Linked DNA regions of Mus musculus: regions 1 and 3 are each linked to region 2. A link is a contact called in public Hi-C and promoter capture Hi-C data. All regions are on one chromosome and are shown on one strand. The core of a region is the stretch at or near the end of the contact, and the rest is flanking DNA. Distances in the headings are between cores, read along the strand shown. Region 1 overlaps Gm10790 (predicted gene 10790). Region 2 holds the start of Hivep1 (human immunodeficiency virus type I enhancer binding protein 1). Region 3 holds the start of Adtrp (androgen dependent TFPI regulating protein).

The links. Promoter capture Hi-C pulls out the DNA fragments that hold promoters and counts their contacts. A called contact is a pair of places that touch in the nucleus more often than the background predicts.
Region 1: a Hi-C map of bone marrow-derived macrophages shows a contact between it and region 2, with 2.3 times the contacts expected there. The contact joins the enhancer-like site here to the promoter of Hivep1 in region 2. A contact is called at or near these places in 6 of 39 promoter capture datasets (the 3T3-L1 cell line, 3T3-L1-derived adipocytes, liver and 1 more), 12 of 484 Hi-C or Micro-C datasets (adipose-derived mesenchymal stem cells, bone marrow-derived macrophages, cerebral cortex and 6 more), 9 of 115 datasets of contacts at active chromatin or transcription factors (bone marrow-derived dendritic cells, bone marrow-derived macrophages, craniofacial prominence and 6 more) and 3 of 9 other capture datasets (adipose tissue, liver and pancreatic islet).
Region 3: a promoter capture Hi-C map of 3T3-L1-derived adipocytes shows a contact between it and region 2, with 4 times the contacts expected there. The contact joins the promoter of Adtrp here to the promoter of Hivep1 in region 2. A contact is called at or near these places in 19 of 39 promoter capture datasets (the 3T3-L1 cell line, 3T3-L1-derived adipocytes, the HPC-7 cell line and 13 more), 9 of 484 Hi-C or Micro-C datasets (the 3T3-L1 cell line, 3T3-L1-derived adipocytes, the N1E-115 cell line and 5 more), 16 of 115 datasets of contacts at active chromatin or transcription factors (T-cell acute lymphoblastic leukemia, craniofacial prominence, differentiating embryonic stem cells and 11 more) and 4 of 9 other capture datasets (adipose tissue, liver, macrophages and 1 more).

The regions. Positions count from the first base shown.
Region 1 is chr13:41,882,305-41,886,505 of GRCm38.p6, reverse strand. It overlaps Gm10790 (predicted gene 10790), which reads right to left. Exons shown (of 7, transcript NR_033545.1): 2 at 2,477-2,611; 3 at 869-964. Among named protein-coding and RNA genes, the nearest start is that of Gm22157, 17 kb to the left of the region's middle. Within about 2 kb of position 2,710, at least 50 of the 459 cell types and tissues checked have an H3K27ac peak or open chromatin away from gene starts, as enhancers often do. A contact at or near this core is called in adipose tissue, bone marrow-derived macrophages, conventional dendritic cells and 1 more, where this site is marked.
Region 2 is chr13:42,049,447-42,053,825 of GRCm38.p6, reverse strand. It overlaps Hivep1 (human immunodeficiency virus type I enhancer binding protein 1), which reads right to left and starts at 1,805. Exons shown (of 9, transcript NM_007772.2): 1 at 1,736-1,805. It overlaps Gm28707 (a long non-coding RNA gene), which reads right to left. Exons shown (of 2, transcript XR_001780922.2): 2 at 3,259-4,050.
Region 3 is chr13:41,845,993-41,850,530 of GRCm38.p6, reverse strand. It overlaps Adtrp (androgen dependent TFPI regulating protein), which reads left to right and starts at 2,915. Exons shown (of 7, transcript NM_001145875.1): 1 at 2,915-3,040.

The DNA of each region.
Region 1 (4,201 bases), core at 1,461-3,960, 170 kb after region 2:
TTCTTTCTTTCTTTCTTTCTTTCTTTTTTTTTTTTTTTTAGGGACTATGATAGCGCGACATCTGCTACTTCTTCACACTTATTCTTTAAGCTCTGAGCCACTGTACATTTGCCAATAGTATGCACAGGTCTATGCCCACATAACCTGAACATGTGATAAATCACATGCCTGTTTTGTCACTAAAACTGGTCCTACTTGTCAAGGTAGCTGACGTCGTGGGACAACACACCATTGGTCACACACCTGTCAAGTGAAAATTGGCTTCAGGTATTCAGAATCATTCTCTATCTCCTTTACAACATGAGTCTTAGATCTTCTCATTCCAGGGAGTCTGTGACATATTTTAGATTTTATCAGGGACCCTCTGGAAATTAACTTGAACTATAGTGAGCAGACTTTCTTTTGGGTTTTATTTGTTCACCCTATCCCTAAGCTTTACTAAGGAAATAATCAAATGAGATAATCTGAGTCTTTCCTTCCTTCCTCGTTCTTCAATGAGTCCTGGATATCAACCACCTACCTTTAAAGCAACAGAACCCTTTCAAGCCAGAGACACTAGCCAGCCTGGCTGCCCACTTCTTATCCAAACCCAAGGCCCTGTTTCCTGAGGAACATAACTGATTGAACTTCCCCAACAAGGCATCCTGTTCAAGTCAAAAGCGTTGAGGTATAGCCAGGGTGCCAATGCGGGCTCATGTGATCGTTGACTCTTTCTGTCATGTACCTGCTACCCCATGAGAACATAGCCATCCACCCAAGCCCAGCCACCCTTTGAAATCACCTAAACCTGAGATCCAGGAGCCATTGCTCTTATGGAGGAATCTATGCTTGCTAGGCATTCGGAAAAGAAGGCTATCAAAGGACTCACCTGATAGAGGGGACTCCTCTGAAGCTGATCAGAGAAGTTTCAGATGGCCTTGTGGTTCCCAGATGAAAGGGACGACAGAAGTGCAAATCGTTGGCACTGGATGGGAAAGGAGAACACTGGGTACATAAGTGCGGTTGGGGGCGGGGCAGGAATTAAAACTAAGAACAAAGGGAAGGAAATTAAATTCAGAGCCATCATTCTTTGAAAGTTGGCTTCTGATTTTAATCTTGAAATAAAAAAAGAAAAAAGAAAAGAAATCTTCAGGAAAAAAGCTGTTTCCAGCTCTGTCCACCCTCTTCCCTTTTATAGCATCTTTCATTTACTTCATGGTTTGATAAAATCACCATAGGACTTGCCATTGGAAGTAACAGCTTGTTTGTATGGAATTACGGTGAGGGTAGACATTGCTCACAGATAATGAAGGTAGGTCAGTGTGAAGGATCAAGAGAACAACTCACTGGAGTATTATGAAAAGGCAGCCACAGGCAGCATCTGTTTCTAATGTTCCCCTCCTGTTTATCTCCTTGGGAGAGACACACAGTTTCATTGCAGTTGAGGATGGGTACTGATGTCATCATGGAATTCTTTTGAGAATGTTGATGCGACTCTCCCATCCTAACATTTCTCCTCTCTCTTCCTCTAAGGGAAATTTTCAAAAGAGCTTCTTGGTTAAGTTGACAGTTGTAGATAATGCAGAAGCATTTTAGATGGCAAGATAGGTTTGCAATGGTGCATGCCCATATTAGTAAATGGGGACTACATCAAAATACTAGCCCAGATAATTGTGTGTGTGTGTGTGTGTGTTCATGCACATGTGTGCACGCATACACATGTATGCGTATATACATGAACACATTAACATTAGTTTTAACAAACAGAAGAAAAGCTTAGTTTTCCCTCTGGAAGAAGCATAAAAATATTGGCATGAATTTTAGCATTAGTCTAAATGAACTGGAGAAGAAATCTGTCTGCCTGATAGCCACAGCACAAGTTTAGGAAGCTGGATTTCAGCTTTCTCCATAGCAATGAAAATGCCGTCTGACACCACCTAGTTGTGCAGAGAAATTAAACATGGTAGAAGACATAGTGCTTCTCTGGGATTTTTAAAAAACACCCAGAGAGATTATGTGGTCATAAGGCTTTTGTATTGGGGTTTGAAGGTAAAAAGGGAATTCTGGATGGAGTGATGATAGCAAGTAATGCCTTGGACTAAGCAAGAAGTGATGGGTATCAGGTGGGTACCATTTCCTATCAGAGCTCCTCTCCATCACACGTGTATATAGCAGCCCCCTCCTGTGTCTCCACCCTGATGTCTTCCCTGTGACGGTAGTTTCATGTGCCATTCTTTCCCCAGTCTTTCTACATTTTCACAGAGAAATGCCTTAACCCAGCCTCAAGATGTGAATGGCAGAGCCCCAGGACTCCTGTTTATTCAGCCATTAGTGCCGCCTTCAGTTTTTTAAATCATTGATTTGACAAATATTTATTGAGCCTTGGCTCTGCCAGGTAGTGTCCCCAAACAAGGAATGCAACCAGGAATAAGAGGATCTCCATGTGAGCATTGCCTGGGAGCGCACATGCAGACAGAGACAGGCAAGCAGCACTCACATGGCTTAGCAATACAGTCTGGGATCCTGGAGCAACTTCTAGAGACAAAGAAAGTCTTGAACCAGAGAGGCTGCTGGGAGATGCTGAGGGCAGCAGAAAGGCTCGATGTCTCCACTTGACAGTCACATCTTCCATCTGTAAATAGGGGACATTCTGTTTAGAAGAAACTGACTGGGAAAGGAGAAAGGGGAACCGACTGGGAGTCATGAGCCCTAGACTGAGCCTCAGTTCTGCTTTTCACCACCTGTGTTTCTCAGAGCCTCTTCTCAACAGTGCTAAGTCTCAGCTTCTTCTTTTTGGGGGAGAATAAAGAGTACTTATAATAGTAGTAGTACTTTTATGGTCTTTATCAATTTTAAACTTTGATATCAAAAAAATTTTCTCATGCCCAAATTAACCCTTTCCAATTAAGGAATAATTTTGTATAATGTTTCCAAAAGGCAGTTCTTTGATATTTCCAAAGAGTGTATTTCATTCCCTACCAGTTTGTCAACTGAATTGTTTCTTTGTACTGATCATAGCTACAGCCTTAACTTTTCTGGGAATCTCTGCTGTGGGGGTCTTGGTAGATGAGTGAATATGCATTCTGTGTTTCTAAACAATAGACAATGAAGAATCATCTATTAACCATCCAATAAGCTTCAGCAATCCTAACCAACTTGATCAATGTTTCTATATAGAATCTCTAAATCATAGTCTTTAGGTCCACTGAACATGACATGTATTTTTTTATTATTGTGTATATATGTGTGCACATATGTACATGCATGCATGGATAGACAACCATGGAGGGAGGACAGGGGACAACTCTGTGGAGTTGGTTCTCTTCTACATTTACAAGAGTTCTAGGGGTGATAATCTGCCTGTTTATGGCAAATTTGATCCATCTAGTTAATGTTATTCAAAATCGAACCAGATCTACAATCTGAACAACAGCCAACTGCTCAACAATGGTGTTTGGAATAAAAGAACATGCCCACCAAGATGGAGAACATTGAGCTAAGATCTTCCTTCCCCAAGCAAACAAGATTCTAAGCTATACGGGGGGGGGGGGGGGGGGTGCACAGAGGAGGGAGTATAATGGTAAACTGGTAGCATCCCAAGTTTTGACCAAAAGGAAAAAATCAAAGTATTCATTCTCTTTGGCACCAGTGGACGTAGGCGCACGTTAAGCAATGGACAGCTTCACAAACTCAGCTTTTCAACACGTCTTCAGAAAGATAACAAGCCGTGCATTGAGGACCATGGGGATGGGAACAGAAGCTGCTCAACCAAACAGGGGGAAGAAAAGGAACATTTCTGTCTGCTTTTCTGAATGTTATAGTGGGGATGTGGGACATGATACAAGACTATTATAAGAGAAAGAAATGTCCATCTTATTACTAAGCTCTGCTTACCCTAAAGGGGTGATGCGAAGACATTCAAAAGCAGTTTTAATCACACGAGCCCCCTGACGTGCAACAGTCTTTCCTAGTAAGCTTTAGAGGAGCCTCATAGAACTGCTCAGATATTTAATTATTAAAAGATTAGGCATGCTGGGTCATGTGACCCAAAACCTACATTGGTTCTGAAAAGAGATTGAGCAGAGTGAAAATGGGAGACAGTTGAGTGTTGGGCACCAATTAGAGTCTCTCTCTCTCTCTCTCTCTCTCTCTCTCTCTCTCTCTCCATACTTGTAGGTTCTTTGTTGGTTCTTCTCCTAACTGTATCCTAACAGTATCTTCT
Region 2 (4,379 bases), core at 556-3,055:
TTTACCCCATTCTGTGTGGCCTTGTTCAAGGTACTTAAGCTCTCAGAAAAGAAGATCAGATTTCCCAAGCTGTAAAATCAGGAAACATTATCCACCCCAAACGGGCTAAGGACTGAGGAGTAAGCTACACAATGTAGAAGCTTTGCCTACCACATGAAAATGCTGAAATATTAATTCCCTGGAAGAACGCCTCTAAGGTAAAGAACATGTATCCCAGACTAAGGTTTTAGATGTATGTTTTCACTTTAGTTAAAACGCATAAGGAAAAGGCGGCTATTACCGTGCTTGCGACTGTAAGCAACACGGCTCTTAACACGGCTATTAGTCGGCATAACACAAACTATCCCCAATCTAACGCCAGGGGAAGAATAAGAAACAGGACGGTCAATGATGGGTGAAAGATAGAGCTCCTCAACTCCCCCTACCACAGAGGCATCAGCTATAGCATCCAAAAAGGTTTTGACTGCACAGAGAATTTAAAGATAAAGCTGTAAGTGTTCCGTTCCGTATTAAAACTAAAGCTTTTAAGCGGTCACGATATTACGAAGTTTTTAAAGCGTGAACTCGGATTGTAAGCCGATCACGTGACCTCCCACAGCTCCCAAGCTTAAATGTTAAAATATGCAAATTCCCAACCTGTAACAGCTTTGTGCGACCCGGTTTTGCAGCCTCCAGCCCCCCTGTCCCTAGCTGTCCAGCCCACATTTAAATCCGCGGTGGAGAAGTGGTTATTTTCAAAGACGACAGCACCACCGTGGCGACTAGGACCAGTGATCGACCATTCTTTCTCGAGAAAGAAATACATACTACAAGGTGCAAAAACAGGACACAATCAAAAAAGCGTAAAGACAGTCACAAGGAGAAAAAACATGAATGAATGTGGAGGGCGGAGCCTGGGAAAACCCCTCTGCAACGCTGCACTGAACAAAGCGCTTCGCATGCCAGAAGGAGGGGGGAATGGAAGTGCCAGCTCCGGAAGGAGCCTAGAGTGGATGCGGAGAGCAGGAGGAGGAGGAGGAGGAGGACAGAGTCGGCGAGAGCAGCAGCCTTGAGACTCCTCCTCGCGCCAGCCTCGCCACAGCCCCCTCCCCTCTCTAGCCGCAACTCCGGCTGGAGCCCGACCCCGCGGCGAGCCCAAGCCGCCCCGCGCCCCTACCCACCGGCCCCGACCCACCAGCGGCGGGCGCGCGCCCTACGGGGAGGGAAACTACCCAGGTGGCCCGGAGTAAACAGGCACTCCGGGCAAAGACCGAAAGGGAAAGCGAGCCACAAAGCCGGGAGGTGCGGAAGCCGCGGCCTGGTCTCCCGCAGCCCCGCCGAGCCCTCCTGCGAGAAGCGGCCGCGGCGACCAGGAGGCCGGCCCTCCGTACCTGCTGGGCTCGCAGGACCGCAGCTCCCGCCGCCCGTGCGGCCAGGACCCGCCGAAGTGGCAAGCGGCTCCCGCACGCAGCATCCCCTCCGCAAGGTCGGCGCCGGCACACGCGCACACACTCACTCACACGCACACCCGCGCGCCCGCCCGCCAGGGGGAGGTGGTCCCGGCCCCCGCCCCCCGCGCCGCGCTCTCCCGGGTGCAGCGCCCCCACCGCCGCGCCCGGCCCCGCACCCGTCGGGAACTGCGCTGCACTTGACAACCGGGACATCAGCACAAGCGGAGCCTCCTCCCGACGGGCACCGAGGCGCGAGCTGGGCGCGGGAGGGACCGAGTGGAACCCGGCGGGAGAGCGGCCTTTACCTCTCCCGGGTGTCCGTGAGGACGGCTGGCAGCGCGAGGGCGGCCAGGGCGAAGGTCGGCGGCTTCCCCCCGCGCGTGGGCGGGGCAGCAGGGGATCCCCGGGGGCGGCGGGGCGGGGGCTGCGGCGGGAGGGCGGGCTCCTGTGAAGCCGGCCCGGGGCCCCCTGCCGCCCCGCCCGCCCGCCCGCCCGCCGCAGGCCCCGCCGCGGGGACCCAGGACGCAGGAGGAGGCGCGGCCCGAAGGGCGGGGCGGGGCGGGGCGGCAGCGGAGGCGGGGCTCCGCGGCCCGGGGAAGCCCGGCCGGGCCGCAGTCGGGGGCGGTTGGCCCGGGAGGAGGGGCGGGGCCGGGCGGGGCCGGATTCTCTTTACCGTCTTTTGACTTTCTAGAGCAGGCTGTGGGCCGGCCCGGTGACGTCATGGTGTCTCCCAGCCCCGCCCCTCGCCCTGGCCCTGGTAGGGAGGAGGAGGAGGAGGAGGACCCTGGAGGGAGGGGGGACCCCAAGGGGGTTTCCTCTGCTCCGCGTAGAGGGAAGGGGAAAATCATAGTGAAACTTGAAACGCATTAACTTTAAAAAATAACTTTTAAAAAAGAGAGAGAGAATGAAAGGGGGCTGGGTTGTTGACTTGGAGGGTCAGAGGGGACGTGTTATTAAGCCCTAAACTGAAACCACTTTTTTGGTGGCGGATGTTCTATTAAAAGACCGAGGAAAGCCAAGGTTATTCCGGAGAGAGCCGGTGCTTCCCAGAGCCTAAGCAGCGGCGAGCGCAGTTAACCCCTCCTTAGCTGCCTGTCAGCTGGGGACTAACCCGCGAGGGAACTTTGGAAGCCGAAGAGGGGGTGCGGGGCGGAGCCACCCAGCAGGCTTCTGGAACTCTGGGGGAGTGAACAGGGAAGACAGACTAATTTATTACAAACCAGAGTTTGACCCCGGCTGCTAGAAAGCGTTAGAGAACGGGAACTGGAAACTTCTGGAAATATCAGGAGAGCTGACTCTGGGGAACGAAGCAGGTTTTCAAGGGTAGGCATAATACTAGCAGTTTGAACTTAAAAATTACACGCATCCACAAAAAAAAAAAAAAGCCGATAGAAGATTGTACGGGCCACCTCAAAGTTGGAAAGAATAAGGTGTTAAAAAAAAAAAGGCGCAAAACAAAAATATTCTTTGTTAAGCGATCATACGCCCACTAACAGCTGACCATCTGTGCAAACTTGTTTTGCTCCCTTAGGCTTTCATAAAGATGTCCAGGTCGTTCCTGCTAACGGTTGACCCCTAAAATCCCCCGAGGAAGTCCTACCTCTAGCTTGCTGGAGCTAAGAAAAGCACAAAGCCCCAGAATGGAAATTATTAAAAATGGAATACTTGGTAATGGCAAGCTTAGAGCCAAAAATAATGTTTTGCAGAGGAAGAAAATATGCCTACCAAAAAGTAAATTTGGTCATAGGAGCAAAGATTATGCAGCTAGAAAGCTCGGGTGGTGGGTAATACTATGTCAGCCTTACAATGAAAGAGTACCATTTTAATATTCCAGTAAGATGTCTTCTATTTTATTAAATGAAATACCCAATGGGTAGGATTCATAAAACATATAATGTAGTTCCCCTCCCCCAGCCGAGCTGTTTGAACCAAAAGATAAACATGCAGACATAGATAATGTGTTAAGATTAAAAACAAAAAGTCTTCAGAAGTCGAGTTTTTGTTACTTGAAACAGAAAGAGAAGAAAAAAAAGTTAAGTGCCAGAGAGAAATTTTTAACTCAATATTTGCTGAAGACAACAGAAATGTATCCATGAACCCAGGATGTCTCCAAGATACAGCAATGCTAAGAGCGTTTGAGAAAACTGCATATCTGGTTTTGATTTGTCATTTTACTGTGTTTTCTTGAGCAACAAACCAGTATTAAAACTTCTCTCTGAGATAGTTAATATAAGAACACTTTCCTGGTAAGTTTTCTGAATTGTCTAAATGCGTTTTTTTTTTTTTCCATACCAAAATGCAGGGAAAGGCAGCTATGTTAAATGTTAAGTAGTTGGTTTCGGTTTGTTTTGTGACACAGTAAATAGTAGATCCTCAAATAGCAAATAAACGGAATTGGATGAGTGAACCCGTCCAGCCCGGTAACTGGTAAACTTCAGCTTGAACTGTCAAAAATCCTTGAACAATGGGGATCCCAATGATGGCTCTAGACTGGGAAGGCAGAGAGATTCCAAGGGGCCTCTTTCTCTCCATCCAGCAGGCCAAGTAAGAGTCTTTGTTGCGCCCCTTGGGAGACGTAGGGTCCTGTGGGTACTCTGACCTTATCTCTCCCGCTGAGCATCTAGGGGAGAGCATCGGTCCAACCCGAGGCCGCACCCGAGCGTCCCCCAACCCCGGTTCCCACGCATCTGCCCGGCGCTGCCTGGCTCGGGCTCCCCCTTGGCACGGCCCCGTGGCTCCACGGCACCGGCCCTCCGGCCGGTGCGGCCAGCAGCGCCACCGCCACGCGGAGATCCCGGAGGTTCCTCCTGTTGGCCCCGGGTCACACCGCCCGCTCGTCCCTCCCCTTCACCCTGCGAGCTGGGTTTTCCCGTCCACCAACGAGTCCCCTCCCCCCGGCCCCCACTCCGGCGACCCGGCTACAAACCCTCCCCTGCTCGCTCCCAGCAA
Region 3 (4,538 bases), core at 1,666-4,165, 200 kb after region 2:
TCCTTCCTGATTTGGGATTTTCATGAGAATACCCTATGCTCAACAAGAAGTGACAGTCTGTAATAGAGAACTATCAGATTTCCCATATAATAAACGTTGGACAAAGAGGTACAAAAATTTCCCCTCGATTTAAGGTAATAGCAATAGCAAAGGTGGCTTTGGGGGTGGCGTCTTTGGGGGTGGCATCTGGGCCCAACATAGTCCACAAGATCCCAAGCCTATGCCAGAGCTAGGTCACATACAAAATCCCAAGCATTTGTGGGAGTAGCTCCTGATACCTCCCCTCTAAGAAAAGGAGCAGGGGAAAGGTTCTGAGCTTAAGATTCAAACAAGGCAAGCTCAGGCCTGAAGTGTGGGCAGGGCTCCTAAGCCAAGAGTAGGTAGGTCAAAGTGAAGAAGCTTAAGGGCACAGCCAAGCCCTAAAAGGTTCCTGGCTGGGCTCATAGAATAGCTCTCCTTAAAGTGAAGCTTCAGTGTGCCACTTAGTACAAACACTCTGACTTCTCAAGATTGGCTGTTACCATGTCCATGGAGAAAGAAAGAAAGAAAGAAAGAAAGAAAGAAAGAAAGAAAGAAAGAAAGAAAGAAAGAAAGAAGGGAGGGAGGGAAGGGAGGAAGGAAGGAAGGAAGGAAGGAAGGAAGGAAGGAAGGAAGGAAGGAAGGAAGAGAGAGAGAGAAAGGCTTTAAATCACTTTTAGAAATGCACGTCTAATATTAATTATAACCAGATAGAATGGTACACACACCTTTAATCCCAGCTCTTGGGAGACAGAGACAGACAAATCTCTTCGAACTTACAGCAAGGCTAACCTCCATAACAAGTTCCAGGCCATCCAGGATTACGAGGTACAAAGTTGTCCCAAGTCAAAACAAACAAGCAGCATCAAAGTTGATCTTGGTGATTCGAGGCCTCAGCAATGCAGGTGCTGGAGTAAGAAGATCTTGAGTTACACATCAGCCTAGACTATTGTATAAGACTATTTTGAAACAAAAGAAAACAAATGAAACCGAAAGTGTAAGTTTTGTCTTAGTTAAATTGATACTTGCCATTTTTTGTTGCATAAAAATGTACATAAAACATATTTCAGTCATCTTCAGTGTGCAGCTTAGTGGCATCAAATGTGTCTGCAAGACCATAAACTGCCATTGCTGTCTTTTTTTCCAGGACAATTTCAATACTCCACAAGAAAACTGTGCTCAGTTCCTCCTCATTCTGTCACTGCCTTCTGGTCCCTGGACCGGACCCATCTGTTCTCTGTGTCTAGTTGTCTGTGCTGGACATTTTGTTGACATGGGCTTCTTGGGTGTATGTTGTTTCCTGTCTTTATTCACAAAGCACCATGTCTTCAAGGTCATTGATGTTATAGAATGTTATCATGAGCCTCACTCCAGTACATGCTGAGAACTATTTAGTTTATATGAGCATCATTCAGTGAGGGTTTGAAGTGGCTTGATTCTGTGAACACTCTTATGAGCATTTGTGAGTAACTTTTATAAAACTATTTCATTTTATGTGTACAGGTGTTTTGGCTGCGTGTATGTCTATGTACCACACATGTGCATGATGTCCTTGGAGGTTAGCAGAGGACATCAGATCCCATGGAACTGGACTGATAGATAGTTGTGAGCCTTCTGTGGGTGCTTGGGTATCAAACCCAGGTCATCTGGAGAGCAGTTGGTGCTCTTATCTTCTGAGCCATCACTTTTTCTGGGCAACTTTGTGCCTAGATTCCTAGTATCAATTCTCTAGGTCATTCCTAGGAGTGGAACTGCTTAGTCATAGGATAACTCTATGTTTAACATTTATAAATGGCCAAACGGTTTTCCATAGAGGCTGGTGTACTCTGAGCATTGGTGTGCGAAGGTGTCAGCTTTTAAGCTCATGCTTGCTCATTTGCATTATTGGTGTCATTTTTTTATCATGCCAGTGGAGCCCATGACTCGGGGCTTCGCTGCCTATAGCAGCAGAGTAAGGATCTAAACCTAGTTCTGACTGATTTGCCAACTCGACCAGTCCATCCAGAGTTTGTTCAGTGTTGTTCTTGGGCACTAAAGTACCTTCATGTGCTGTGAAGCATTTCTGCTCATAGGAAGGAGGGTCAGAAGAGGGTTCAGGTCTCGGGAGCCATCCACACTCCAACCTTGGCAGCTTTGCTGTGATTTCTTTGTATGTGTGGATAGGATGCTGGATTTTGTTTGAGAGACAATAGAAGATAATGGTGCTTTTTAAAAAAGCATTTGGAAAAAAAATGACAATATGACAATGGACTCATGTGATTTTGTGGAACAAATTCCAAAGGCCTTGTAACTTCTCGTTAAGCAGAGGTTTCAAATAAAGGACACTCAGTTCTAAGCTTAGAGACCGAAAGGTAGGATTTATTCACACTCACACCTACACACGTGCTCTCGTGTGGTCAGACATTCCTGTGCCCTATCTTGATCCCCCAATTAATGACCGTTTCTGGTCCAGGACAGTGGCAGCCTTAGAAGGAGTTGCCTCTAAACGCCTATTCACTAAAAGAAAAAAAAAAAAAAAAAGTGGCCACACCCACATTTCCCAGCAGTCCTAGCTGCCACATCATCAGTCAGCAATGCTGTCTGCTCACCTTTGAAAGAAGCAGCCAAGCAACTCTCTAAACCAGGGCTGCCCATCTCTTGCTTTGCCTTTCCATTAGCGAAATGAGTTCCCACCAGCCCCTGAGGGAGGCCTTGGCCTTTCATCATTCCTAGTCATGAGGCTGAAATCCACCAAGAGCCATCCCAAGGAACCCCGGCAAGGTCAAGCCAGGTCTTAAGAGAAATAGCTTGCACGTGAGAGTGTCTCCTCCCTGCTTGGCCTCGGGCCAGGACAGAGAGGGTTGGGTGAGTTCAGGGGAGGGGCCCCTTGATCATCCACTCCCACCGAACACTTCTTATCTTTCAGACAGAGCGTGTCTTAGTAAGGTGGCGATCTGGGCCAGGAAATTTTTCTGGCCACTAGAAATCTGGCTTGATCTCAAGCTCCCTGCGTTTTCCTTGGTAGAAGACCCAGGTAGCTAAGGTGAGTTCTCCGTGTCAGCGCCACGTGTGAGATTCAGAAGTCCATGCAGGTGAACAGTCGCTGGGGGTGGGGGTGGGGGGTGGGGGGGTGAGACTTTGAAGAGAGTGGGGAGGGAGGTAGATTTTGTGTAGCTTCCTAAGACACTATCTTGATTTTTCTGAACGTTCCGATGTGCCAATAAATCACTACCAGATGTCTGCTCAGATATAGTTCAAGTGTGAGATTCCATGAGAAGATTTAATGCAACTAACTGCTTTGGGAAGATTGGGAAAAGGTGCCGGAGTATGTTCCTGCCCACTAGATAAGTTGGATGGAAGGGCAGAATTTCTTTCATCTTCTGTTCCCTACCTTCAATTAAGCATTACATCAGGAATCTTTTCGGCTCATTATCCCAAAGATTCTCCAGCTGGCTACAGGTATCAAGTAACAAACCTCTGGCTAGATGATGCTTCCTGGTTCCTTTAAGAAAGAGCCAAGGCAGACTGGGATTCACAAGTGGAAGATTAAAAACTGTAGAGTCACAGGTGGCAGTGGGGTGCTTTCAAAACCCTCTCCAATGTCCTGCCTGGGCACCACTCCTTTCCTCGTCCACCTAAACTTTCTCCAACCCCCCACTTGAAGTCAGCAGCTCAGTAGCCAACCAACATTGAACTTGTGGTACTGAAGAGGGCCCTGGAAAAATATCCCTTGTATGGCAGGCTCGGCTGCAAAGTGACCAACCGTTCTGGAAGACCTAACTCATGCTGATCAAAGCACTTGGGGTGTGTCCTTCCTTTCACAAGCAGCCTTGGCATGCACCCATACTAGCTGTGCTTGAGAGCAACTGGCCCATCCAGAGTTGCAACTCCAGTCCCCAGGCACACAGAATGAGTTACCCATGGAAAGTCGGATGCTCAGAAGTACAGAAAATGCCCTTTCCTCGTCTTCCTTCTGTGCAAAGCCTAGAGATGCAACTGTAATGTATGTCCTTCCTTCTGATGGGAAGATTCTGAGACAGAGTTAAATGTGCAGCCAAGTCTGCCTGATTTCCAAGACCTCAGGTCGTCTTATATGCTGTGATGTTTGGTCTTTTAGTGATGTGTGATCCATCTGGGAGCATAGAGCAGGGTAGAGAAGGTCACACTGCCCCTCCCCCCGCCCCCAATGGTAAACTGCCTTTGGCTCTATCATGACAGTTAGACATGCTTGGTGCCTATCTGCCACACGCATAACAATTCTTTGGGTTCTTCACTGGGGATGGAATTAGCCCATAGATACCTGCAGAGCACCGGGAGAATGTGCTTGGATCAGAGTCTATGCTCCTAGCCTCAGAAGGAGTGAGATTGCTTCTGAGATGGAGGGATATGGGAGAACAGCCGGAGGCAGGACCAAGAGGCGCCATCATGACATGATGTTTAAGACTGCCCTTGCTTTTAGGATTTCTTATGGAAGGTACACAGCAGACCTCGGGGATGCTGGGTTAGGTGCCCTGTGGATATGGTTTAGTTAGGACCATCTC